Linked DNA regions of Danio rerio: region 1 is linked to region 2. The links are chromatin contacts, called in public HiCAR-type maps. All regions are on one chromosome and are shown on one strand. The core of a region is the stretch at or near the end of the contact, and the rest is flanking DNA. Distances in the headings are between cores, read along the strand shown. Region 1 holds the start of zgc:56556. Region 2 holds the start of rnf152 (ring finger protein 152).

Region 1 (3,245 bases), core at 543-3,042, 120 kb after region 2:
GTGACACATGAAAACAAAACTTGTAACAGGGAAAAAGAACCACTTTGATAATTTACTTTTTACACTTAAAACTGAAATTTGAAACTAACACGGCCCTGAAATTACATGATATTTGGCAGTTCCATCAGGAGTTGCATGTTGAATGTGCTGTTATAGCCTAAAAATCAAATGTTGTCTAGTGGTGGGCAAAGCGAGGCTTCGTGAAACACTAAAACAGTCGAAGCAACTGTGTCGAAGCTTCGAAACGTTTCGAAACACCAGTCTACGGTGCGACCTAGTGGTCATTTTATTTGTATTGCACTGAAACAGCTTCAGCAAAGAACAGTTGAGCAGATTGGGGTATTAAAACCCACTTTGTAGCAATGAAGCTACAAGTGGTTTAGTCGAGCGGTTAGAGTTTGTGACTACCATCTGGGTATAGTGGGTCCGAATCCAGGCTGATAAAGTTATTTTGAAAATGCTTTAATACCAGTTGGTAATGCTTTGTTTTTGTATCGTTTTGTTTCGACATTGCTCTGACATCCGAATAAACACCTTGTAAATAAATTTGTATTGTTTTGGTCATAAAAAAGGGTTTTTGCTAGATAAAGTTGTGGCCAGAAGATAACAATATTTATTTATATTATTAATTAAATTTCCCATTGTATTTTATTAACGACTATTCAAAACCTAACCCCATCACTGTACTGTAAAAATATTAATTATTGTTTTACAGTGTTACAAAAATGATGCTAAATTGATGGTGTATCCGCAGCTGTATCCTATCTAGACTTAGACTACACCATAAAACAGTAACATGATTAAAATACATAAAATGTTTGTACTAGTCGGGATTCGAACTCAAAATTAATTTGAATTACAGTTTCCACGTGCACACGCAGGTGTTTCGAAACACTTTAGTCACGTGACCTAGGTGTTTCGGATCATGCTTCGGTGCAGTGTTTCGAAACACTTGCGCTTCGGGATCTCGACACTTTGTCGAAACGTCAATTTCACGTCAGCCATCCCTAATGTTGTTAGGGATCATTCCACAGTGGTGACCCCCTAATAAAGGCACTAAGCCGAAGGAAAATGAATGAATGAAAATTATAACTTGACTGTCAATTTTTACAGCATTAATATATGAAAACAGACATTATATATTGAAAAATTTATATTAATTTGTTAAATTAAAATCACCATTAAACAATCATTATGAAACAACACATTATTTTCAGATATTGGGAAAAACCAGGGACAATTGGTCTTAGTAAAATAAGGACAACTTTTAATGTTTATTATAAATGTCTATACTTGTGTCCAAAGTTGTTGAAATCCTTAAACTCACCTGAGCAGAGTCTCTTTATCATACACTGTATCAGCAGGCATATTCACAGGAATGAGGAGATCAGGGTGCGAGTCCAAATGAACCATTTTAATGCCCTTCATTGGAATATGTCTAGACCCAATGGCACGATATATGTGCTGGACAACCTAAAACAGAAAAAAGGTAACAGTACAATTAAATGGTAATTGTTTACATGTTTAAATAGTGATCTATCATTGAAAGTTCCAGTTTTGTTTTTATTAATTCTTGGCTTTATTCATCATAATTTTTTACTCGTTTTGCCGAATTTGTTGGTAACTTAGTTAGTTCGCGTTAAATCAACATGAACTGAAATGACGTCCTTTGTCTACCTCGTGATGGTCCTCCACAATCCATACGGGCAGTTTAGGATAAACGCGTTTCTGAGGGGGTGCGTTCATATTTTAAAGATTTCTTATGCTTTTCTAAAGCTACGATAGCATTTGACAGATTTATTAATGTTATGATATGCCGCTATAAGAGGTGCACTGTGCGTCTTTGTTTCTCGACCGGGTGGAAACAAGATTAGAATACGTTTTGGATTCCTACGACAGCTAGAGTAATTTGTTTTAACCACAGACTGTAAAAGATTTTAAACAGACTGTAAAGTATTTTATATATTTTTTCCTGAAATCGATGAAATGGGAGTGGATCAACTTGCAAACATTTTCCTTCCACAGAAGAAAGAAACTATTAGGTAAGGGATAGCATAGATGAGGTAATATGGTATGAAATAACAACAATTAGCAATATCAACTTTTTAAACAGAATTCCTTTCTAAAGATGAAACCCTTGCAGTTTTGATCACCTTTTGCAAAAATAAATACATTTTTATTGCCTTAAAATAAAGTTAATGTCTGTTAATGTTTTACCAACATGAACAAATAATGAAAAATACACAAATTGTAGTATTTATTCATCTTTGTTAACGTGAAGGCAAATAATGCTAACATTGTTTATTTTTAGTTCTGTTAGCAAGCATGAATTTGTTTCTTAATATTTATAAATGTGGAACTATGACTAATAAATGCTGTACGCCTACAAGTATTGCTCATTATTTAACATTAACCAATAAAATCTTATTGTAAAATGTGACCACAAAAACAAACATTTATAGCATTTTTAAAATGAACTAAGGCAACATGATTGTTCTCCTAAATGTCGACTGCAATTTTTAAAAAATAATATGTGATTCCCCGCCCCCCACCCCCTGTGATATTATGTGACCCCCACCCCTTCCCCCTACTGGCTGAGGCCCTCCTTTGGGCTGTGACCCGCTGTATTATAAACAACCGCCGTGGGAACCACTGTATTATAAAGTAATACAATCTAAGTCCTTATGTCCTTGAATTAATAGTCTTATTCTTTAAAGATCATATTTTGATTTGTTTTGGTTAAGGTCCGAATGCCGTGTAAAAAATGAAGACAATTTAGCACTTCTATTACTATTCATAGGTATGATATTCCAAATAAAACTTTACTGCCAAAAAAGTAAAGGTCTACAGGTCTTCAGGAGGTCATAAAACTCCTGCAAAGAAGCTATAAGGATCTGCAGACAACTCAAGCTGTGGTTTCTGTCGCTTATCAATATTGCATTGGCAAATTTTACTCCAGAATATGAATTGGCTGTCCATGAGCTGAAGGCTAATAATGGTTATAATCTAAATGTATAGTTCCTTCAGAAAGTTTTCACTTCACTTCATTCAATTTTCACAAACTCTCCTGGCTGTAACTCTAAAATTTAAACCTCTCAGGTATTTTTTCACTTTCTTGCTAACACAGTCATTCAAAATGTAGACTAATAACCCAAAATGCTTACACTTAAGAATGTGCCAAGAAAAATAAGTGTAGGTCTGTTGCTCTTCAACATGACATGAACAGTGAAGAATCCATAAGGATC
Region 2 (2,946 bases), core at 45-2,544:
CATGGACACTGTTCTTGACTGTATGTAAATGAAAGGTATGACAGTGATGTACACCTTGCTGCATTTCCAGTGCTCAAGTTAACTTTTTTTGGGTGCTGTGCATTCATCTTAATATTATGCTGAAACTGGTCTCACTGTACCAGACCTTGACCTATGCCTACAAGGCCTTTCTAATGTGTCTTGATCTGGGAGGTGTAGATCATTTCTGAAAAAGGGGCTCTTTGCATAATCAAGGACTGGCTCATTGAGACCAATTTCGAATGTTGGTCATTGGAGATGCAGCTGGTTCAAGGGGTGATGCAGGGAAAGATGGGGAAATTAAGTGGACAATCTGGCTATTCGGCCTCTTAGTTCAGATGTGTCTTTGTTTTTATTACTGTGCTGTTTTATACATCAGTGTAATGTTAACATGCAGAAAAATAAATTTGGCTATACAGTGTTGTGTCATTAAAGTTTCCGCATTGCACTTGACATGTGTCCCAGTTTGTTTTCACTACTGTTCTTTTTATAGTGGAAAAAGCTCCACATTAAGGTGTGTCTATAATTGTTTGCAACAGTTATGCATCACATCTGCTCTTAATTTGAGCCCTAGATCGTTAGTGTGGACTTGACATAATTCCAGCATCTCAGCTAGAAGACTGTATAGTGCTTTGTTAATTCCAGGCTCAAATGTAATCATGAAAACTAAGAAACCTGTTGAACTCTTTACTAGTAAGGGTTAAAATAAGTAAAATATTGCAAAGACAGTAACAGACAAAAATCTGTAACAGACAATTTATGTGTTAAACAAAAGTGGGCTACTATTACTATAGCTGATTTTATTTTTACCATTATGATAGGTCTTATCACTTGACTACTTTGACATTAAAATGGTCTGTGTGAAGGCTTACTCTAAATATAGATCTAATTTTACCTAAAGGAATGGAATAGGCATATCTTATATTGCATCAATACATAAACCAAGTTGACTTATTTAACACCAGGATGTTGTTCAACATGTGATACTACGTTCTACTTCATAAAACACAACTTTAAATCCTATAAAGTCTTTCTAGCTATAAAAACTAATTTATATGGTTAATATTTTCTGCTAAATTTAATTTTGGATTACGTGATTTAAGATGTTTTGTTCAGTGAAAAATGAAAGGCATGAAAGTGTTTGTTTTGTAACCAATATAATCCGTCTTAAACCACTTTAACGAGCAGACCTGTTTTGACTCGACCAGCGCTGGTTCAAGGGCGTGGCAAGCTGATTAGCGGGGTTCCTTATTGGCTGTTCCATTCGCAAGCGTCTCCCGCTACTGGCTGCCCTGTGGGAGTAACAGAGCGTTTACAGTACAGCAGCCTTTGAAGAAGGCAGAGTGAAGTATGACAGATGAGGCTGCTTTGCATGTGATGTTCACCATTGTCATAGATGAAAGAAGATTATCGACATAAAAGGTGAGTTTTTTTCCGCTTTCTCCTTTCAAAGACACAACACCTAAATTACTTGGAGTTTTATGTCTGTGCATTCGCATCAAGTTTGCTCTGGGGTTTTCTCGACTGTACTCGCACGTTAAACAGTTTACAACGCGCCAATTTTCCGTTGTTTTGTTGCATATTTGCTGCATTACGTTTTCTTATACAGCGTGCAATTTAGAAATTTAACGTTGAACTTAATTAGAGCGCGTCGTGTTTATGTTCAGAGCAAGTTTAACTTATTCTCCCCAGTTTTGTGTTTGCTGTGTTATCCATCAGTGTAGCACAGTATAACGTGCCCTTTTACTTTGCGGAAAGAGCTTTATGTCTCTTTTCCGGTTCAAGTCTTGTTTTGATTGTTTAGAGGCACGCCACAATGGCCGCATGTCAACTAGCAAGCTTCCTACCTAGGCAGCATTTCTGAGTGGCACAGGTGTACTGGACTTTAAAAGCACCCATCATACCCAGAAACGTTAAGCTGCAGCCATCTGAAAGTTAAGGCACAGACAATGACAACTAGTCTAAATATGCCTATGTTTAAAAACATACTTGCCCTGATAATGCCTGTGCATGTCAAACATTCCAAAATATTTAGGTTATCCCTATAAAATCCCTCAATCTTTGTCTCACGGTCTGTTTGTGTTATTTGACATAAACAGAAATATTGACATCAGAGGGTGTTTTTGACTTTACTGTGTCCTTGGGATCCGATTAGTAAATTCCTCAGATATTATCTTACATTATCTCATCTCAGGGGCTTTGCTATCAGACGCTGCTTGATCCACTCAGTATTCGAGAGACCTTTTCCCTATACATTTGGTTTCTTATTAACACAGGTTTGTGTTGATGATCAGCATTGTACTTTAATCAGTGTGAAGGTTCTGTTAATTTGACAACCGTTCTGACAACATTTCTGTACAAAGTTAAATGCTTATCTGGATTGTGTCACAAACACACCTTGCTCACTTGAAGTCCAGTGGGTTCATTACAAAATTAAACACTAATGAAGATCGTGGCACTTTGCCGCATAAATTATGTGCTACCTTGGGATGTTTCACATTTCTGCATTGTTTACACAGGTTAACGCTGGAGGTGCTGAGCTGTAACAAACATCCTATGTTGCATGGGGGAAAAAAAGGCATCAAAAAGTAAAGGCCAAGGACATGCTTGAATAGCGCCCCTCCCCACCATAGTCAGCGCATTGCCCTTGAGAATGGCACAGAGCTTCAGTTTTTAAGTGACGTTTTTCATTTCCCCCTTTTTCTTTACCCCCTTTCTGACAAATCCCCTGATTCAGCTGCATCCATCAGGTTGATGCTCTGCTCTAGCATGCAGCTGACATTTTGTTATTTGGTTGTTTCATTGTCTTCGTTTTTAAGACGTCAGACTAATAGGTGACCTCAGCAAAGCTTCCACCATATTTCTTTATAGCTGAGAAATAGTTTCACATTTGGTAATATCTCGTGAGGTGCATCTAGTCTGCTAATC

The links. HiCAR-type assays count read pairs that join an accessible place to other places.
Region 1: a contact with region 2 is called in a HiCAR-type map of caudal fin, with 3 times the contacts expected there. The contact joins the promoter of zgc:56556 here to the promoter of rnf152 in region 2. A contact is called at or near these places in 5 of 18 Hi-C or Micro-C datasets (caudal fin, embryo, hematopoietic stem cells and 1 more) and 3 of 4 datasets of contacts at active chromatin or transcription factors (caudal fin, embryo and gastrula embryo).

What each region holds. Positions count from the first base shown.
Region 1 is chr2:31,327,004-31,330,248 of GRCz12tu, forward strand. zgc:56556 reads right to left here and starts at 1,793. Exons shown (of 9, transcript NM_200331.1): 1 at 1,678-1,793; 2 at 1,328-1,473. The coding sequence starts at 1,746. LOC137487827 (a long non-coding RNA gene) reads left to right here and starts at 1,853. Exons shown (of 6, transcript XR_012392371.1): 1 at 1,853-2,042.
Region 2 is chr2:31,211,776-31,214,721 of GRCz12tu, forward strand. It overlaps rnf152 (ring finger protein 152), which reads left to right and starts at 1,295. Exons shown (of 3, transcript NM_001014358.2): 1 at 1,295-1,440. It overlaps buc (bucky ball), which reads left to right. Exons shown (of 7, transcript NM_001256780.1): 7 at 1-440.